2 separate regions of the Mus musculus genome follow, and region 1 is linked to region 2. Evidence: chromatin contacts called from public promoter capture Hi-C data. All regions are on one chromosome and are shown on one strand. Each heading gives the region's core, a stretch centred on a gene start, on an enhancer-like site or on the middle of the called end of the contact. The rest is flanking DNA. Distances are from core to core; before and after follow the strand shown.

The links. Promoter capture Hi-C pulls out the DNA fragments that hold promoters and counts their contacts.
Region 1: a promoter capture Hi-C map of cranial neural crest shows a contact between it and region 2, with 2.5 times the contacts expected there. The contact joins the enhancer-like site here to the promoter of Crlf1 in region 2. A contact is called at or near these places in 1 of 39 promoter capture datasets (cranial neural crest), 3 of 484 Hi-C or Micro-C datasets (CD4 T cells, embryonic stem cells and neutrophils), 2 of 115 datasets of contacts at active chromatin or transcription factors (memory CD8 T cells and pancreatic cancer cells) and 1 of 9 other capture datasets (liver).

Annotation. Positions count from the first base shown.
Region 1 is chr8:70,868,207-70,870,966 of GRCm38.p6, forward strand. Ccdc124 (coiled-coil domain containing 124) reads right to left here. Exons shown (of 5, transcript NM_026964.3): 2 at 1,699-1,868; 3 at 727-901; 4 at 531-645; 5 at 21-439. The coding sequence starts at 1,857. The coding sequence ends at 235. Among named protein-coding and RNA genes, the nearest start is that of Ccdc124, 3.9 kb to the right of the region's middle. Within about 2 kb of position 1,470, at least 43 of the 459 cell types and tissues checked have an H3K27ac peak or open chromatin away from gene starts, as enhancers often do. A contact at or near this core is called in embryonic stem cells, where this site is marked.
Region 2 is chr8:70,491,700-70,494,399 of GRCm38.p6, forward strand. It overlaps Crlf1 (cytokine receptor-like factor 1), which reads left to right and starts at 1,449. Exons shown (of 9, transcript NM_018827.4): 1 at 1,449-1,701. The coding sequence starts at 1,578.

The DNA.
Region 1 (2,760 bases), core at 220-2,719, 380 kb after region 2:
CACACATACAGACATGGGCCTCAGCCTCGCCACAGCCTTTATTGGGAGGGTACTCCACTGGGCTCTGCAGGGCTCACGGGGACTAGGATGTCAGAGCAGGGACCCTCTGGGTTGTTGAGGATGACCTATGGCGCAGCTGGGAGAATCCCAGGCCCGGAACTCTATGAATCCCTGGTCAGGCCTGGCTGGAGGGGGATGAGCTGACTCAGACAAGCTGGACTCAGCCTGGTTCTGTCACTTGGGCGCATTAAAGGGCAGGGCGCGCTGGTTCATCGGGTTGTCAGGGGAGCGCAACCACTCCTTCTTCAGCAGCTGCTTCAGTTGCGACAGCCGCATGTTGGGGTTCTCCTGCTTCAACCGTGGCAGTTGCACCTCCTCAAACGCGGTGAAGGCCGCTCGCATCCGGCGCTCAGGATGCCGGTCAGCTTCCTCAGCCACACTGCAAGTCAAGGAGTCAGGACCCAGACCTAAGTCCCGCCCCAACAAACTCTCCTCTTCAGGGCCCCGCCCACACAGCCCGCCCCGCCCACCTGAGCACTGCGATGGCGTCCTCCACAGTGCGCGCCTCCACGCTGCCCTCTTCCTGCAGGCGCCGGTTAAGGTTCTCTTCCAGTGGCAGCTCTAGGTGGCTCTTAGCCTTTTCCACTGTGGGTGACAGGGACAGAATATGAGAACGAGGCGTTGGCGCGAAGCCCTCGGGGGATTTGCCCCAGGCCACATGCACACCTGGCTCTGCCCGCTGCTCTCTCCGCAGCGAGTCCTCGATCTGTGCACGTGTGACCTTGGCGGGCGCCACACGTGGGGCCTTGCCGCCTTTGAGCCGTGAGTCTTCCTCCTCCAGCAGGCGCTGCGTCTCCTTCTTGCGCTCCAGCTGCTCCAGGCGTCGCTTCTCCTTCTCCTCCTGCAGGGGCAACAGGGGAAGGCTATGTAGACAGAAGCTGCCTGGGTGCCCAGGGTGGAACCCAAGAGGGCGCTGCTCCCTCCTTCCCTATCCCCCCAGGGCACCCTTGTACAAAAGGACCTGGGCAGCTAAAGTGCTTCACAAGGGTATTTCCATGTGCCTTTACCCCAAAGGCAGAGAGGAATGCCTATCTGGGGTCAAAATCAAAGGTGTTTGAAGGCAGCATCTTCCGGAGGCTCCTTTGCCTCAGCGCTATCTCGCTACATGGCTTTTGAATAGCACCCTGCCCTGTGGAATTCCTCCACTAGCTCTGAACATCCCACTCCCACTCTGTCTTCTGGGGACAGAGGGTCTGGGCAGGGTCGTGCACCAGGACAGCTCATCCCAAAAGAAGGTCATCAGTACTGAGAAAGACACACAGAATTCTGATCATGGTGCGAACCTGGAGTACCACCAAGCTGCAGGGGGAGCTGAGGCAGGTGGAGAGGCTGAGCCCGGGTGTTCCAGGCCAGCCTGGGTGATAGAAACAGAACAATGACCAACCCCCTGGATAGCAGGGCGAGGCCTGCTGTGGAGACAGGGTCTCTGTTGCCACCTAGTGGGCAGACACGTCAGCACCAAGCCCGAACCACTCCAGTACCAAGTAGGCACCTGGGGCTGGCTCAAGACAGGCCTCGGTCAGGAATGTCACAATAAGGTTGGAGACAAACACAGACCCACTTCAGCTAGCTTCTGAGTATGCATCCCTCCATGGCTACCTCGAGCCACCTTTCAACACCGAAGCCCATGCCGCCCACCTTGCGTTGCTCCTTCCGCATCACGTGTTTGTCCTCATCCTTCCAGTAAGCATCTTCCAGCTCCTTCTGTTTCTTGGCATCAGCGGCCGCCTTGGCTTCAGCCCTCCGTGCTCGGGCAGCTGCCGACTTGCTGTTCTCGCCCTGGAACTTCTTGGGCATCCCTCAGCAGGCTGCAGGAAGGACACCGTGGAGGGGCTGGACTGTGACTAGGACCCACCCATCTCCAAGACTTTACAGACTGCTTGCAAAAGCGATTTTTTAAAAAACAGGGTCTCATTATGTAGAGCAGGCTGGCCTGACATGATCCTGTCTGACCCTTGGACGCTATTAGGATAGCAAGGAGCAGCGAGTCCCTCAAGTCAGCATTTCCTCTCATTTTATTAACATATATAACAACTCTGTACCCACAAAACGTAGGCAGGGCCTCCACAGGGCGGAGGGAGCTCCACCTGAACCTCCACACTGGAGGACAGGGGCTCTAGCCCTGAGCCATGTCCTCACCCCTCCCTGGTGATTCTAGGAAGGGGCTCTACTGTTGTGTTTCTTCTGAGGCTTTTGAACAATTTTTTAAAAAAGATTTATTGCTGGGCGGTGGTGGCACACGCCTTTAATCCCAGCATTGGGAGGCAGAGGCAGGCGGGTTTCTGAGTTCAAGACCAGCCTGGTCTACAGAGTAAGTTCCAGGATAGCCAGGGTGTCTTGAAAAAATAATTAATTTTAAAAGATTTATTTATTTTATGTATGTGAGTACACTGTCGCTCTTCTCAGACACACCAGAAGAGGGCACCGGGTGCCATTGCAGATGGTTGTGAGCCACCATGTGGTTGATGGGAACTGAACTCAGGACCTTGTGCTCTTAACCACTGAGCCATCTCTCCAGCCTACTGAAATAATTTTTTTAAAACTATAATTACAACGTTGTGCAAAGACCAACACTGCGTACTCCAGAAGACTCCAATCCTATCAGCTGTCACTTCCGTTCCTTGCTCCAGCTCCTGAGCTACTTCCCCTCTGCCTGTCCCTGGAGGTATTTCCGGTTAACAGACTATTCACCATGTGGAA
Region 2 (2,700 bases), core at 199-2,698:
CAGGTTTTAAGTTTGGGGGGATTTTCTTTCCCGTACTTGATTCTTTACACGTAAACTTTTAAGTTGGTCCCAGATTAGCCACTGTACAAAAGAAGAAACTGAGGCACAAGTGGCCTAGTTTGCCCCCAGCAAAATGGCAGTGGCCGAATTAGTTTTTATTTCTCTCCTTTGTCATTTGAAGCTTCTTGGAGGACCTTTAAGGAAGGGGCTGAGCCTCCAAGGGAACGGCTGTATGGGAGAAATCGAGCCCTTTACTCTCAGGGAGCTGTGGCTGGGGGCCTTTACCAAACCCGTGGGGTGGGACCACCCGGGAACTCGCATTTCAAGCGCCGCCCCACCAGCAAAGACCTTGCAGGCCAGAGACCTCCCTTCGTGGGCATCCGGATAGGGTGGAGACGAAGAAGCGATCAGAGAGATGAAATGCCAGGGCTGGGTTGGTCCGGGAGGGGTCCCCAAAACCCCAAACAGTGGCCAACAAAAATAACCCAGAGAAAAAACTCTGCGCTCAATCAGTGATAATTCTGCGTTGCTCGGGGCTGCCCGCGTTACCTGAAGTTGGCGGGCGGCGGCCGCTGCAGTGATTACTCACCGCGTGGCGCACCCCACCCGCGGGCCGCTGAGTGGATTTTTCCGTGGGGGGATGTGAAGAAGTTTAGGGAGAACTCTTCTGCACCGATGGGAACTAGGAATGCAGGGTTCGGTCCCGTTCCCCAAAGGACACACCTCTCCCCATGAGCCCACTCATAAGGGCTCCCTGCACGCGCTCCGGGACATCCCCATATCCAATACCCGCAGATATGATAGTTGAGAAGGGACCAGAGGCCGGAGACTCCCTCCCTGCCTTCTGGCTCCCCCCCCCCCGCACGAAACGAGACTACAGCGATGGGAGAGGTGGCATGAAGGCTTAGGGTGGGGATCGGTAGGACCCATGCACCCAGAGAAAGGGACTGGTGGCAACTTTCAAACTCTCTGGGGAAGGAAGAAGGGCTGAAAGAGGATGAACGGGCTCAGGTACTGCTCAATGTGTGTGTGGCGGACCAAAGTGGGTATGGGGGCCCCGTAAGAGGGGCGGGGAAGGTGGATAGGAAGGATCCCGGTAGACTGGAGGGGATCCTGGAAAAGCACCAGGGCTGCGAGCTAGGAACCCATTCGGAGTTAAGGGTACAGGATCCCAGATGAGGGGGTGGGAAGCCTGGGACGGGCGGGACCAGAGAGGGAGGTCCCACGGGCTGGTGGGGAAAGAGTGGGGGGCTTCGCGCAGGAGGATGGGACGTTCAGGAGTGGTAACTGGGCGGAGGCCGGCCGGGCGGGGCGCGCGGTGCCCGCGGGCGGTGGGAAGGCCGGTGCGGGGCCCACGATCAACCCCCCCCCCCAGGGGCCGGGCCGGGCCGGGGGCGGGGCCGGGCGGGGCGAGCGGCGCATTAGCGCCTTGTCAATTTCGGCTGCTCAGACTTGCTCCGGCCTTCGCTGTCCGCGCCCAGTGACGCGCGTGAGGACCCGAGCCCCAATCTGCACCCCGCAGACTCGCCCCCGCCCCATACCGGCGTTGCAGTCACCGCCCGTTGCGCGCCACCCCCATGCCCGCGGGTCGCCCGGGCCCCGTCGCCCAATCCGCGCGGCGGCCGCCGCGGCCGCTGTCCTCGCTGTGGTCGCCTCTGTTGCTCTGTGTCCTCGGGGTGCCTCGGGGCGGATCGGGAGCCCGTGAGTACCGTGCGCCCTGCTCCCCACCTCCCCAGGGAAGCCGGGATCCGGCGCCCCGGGGGGTAGTCGCGGGGGATGGAAGAGGGGGCGCGAGCGCCACCTGGACGTCCCGGGAACAAAGGAAGGCGGCCCTCGGGGCGCCCTCACCTGTGGGGCTCATGGCACCACCACCCAGCCTCCCAAGAGTACCCCGTTATACATCAGAGGCCTCTTATCTGTATCCCCTTTGCGAGGCTGTCTGGCCAGGCTCAGTTTGAAGGACATCGCAGTGTCCTGGGACCCCCCTCCTTCAGGGTGCTGGGACGCTTCGGGGCGCACGCCTGTGTCTTGGATATCAGAGCGGAAGGGAAGCCTCCCTGGCCGGGGACGCACGCTTGGGTGCGTTGGGTTGGGTGCTGGCGCAAAGTGGGGTCCCCTCCCCCATGAAGTGATGATCCCCGGGGGGAGGGTGGGGCGTTATCGTGAGCCCTCCTGTCCGCCTGGCATGCGGCCCGGCGTCCCTCGGGACTTGCCTCTCCGTGGGGTCGGCGCCGCCCCCTCCCCCCTATAGCAGACTCCATGCTTTGGTATCCTCGAAGTCCTCTCCACTGGTGGGGCTCACAACCGGTCTCATTCAGGCTGCGCTGGGTTGAGAGCCTCTAGCGACTGAAATTTCGGTGAGGAGCGAGAGCAAGCGTGTCCGGGCACCGCGAGCCCAGACTTCATTGTCTAAGGGGCACCCAGTGGGGGTCAGCTGCCGAGAGAATCCCACTGTCCCAGGAGGAACTCCTGGCCTTGAGCCCCCATCACCCAACGCACACATCCCCGCCAGGATGCGGTCTCCACATCCAGACCCTCTCTGGGACACACCCAAAGACACACAAAAGAGCCCCACTGGCTTATGTCCCGTCACCCTGCCCTCCGACGCGCGCTGCAGCCCAGATGCGTATTCGCACACCATCGCGGCGCTCGCATTCCATCCTCTACACAGACACACACACACACACACACACACACACA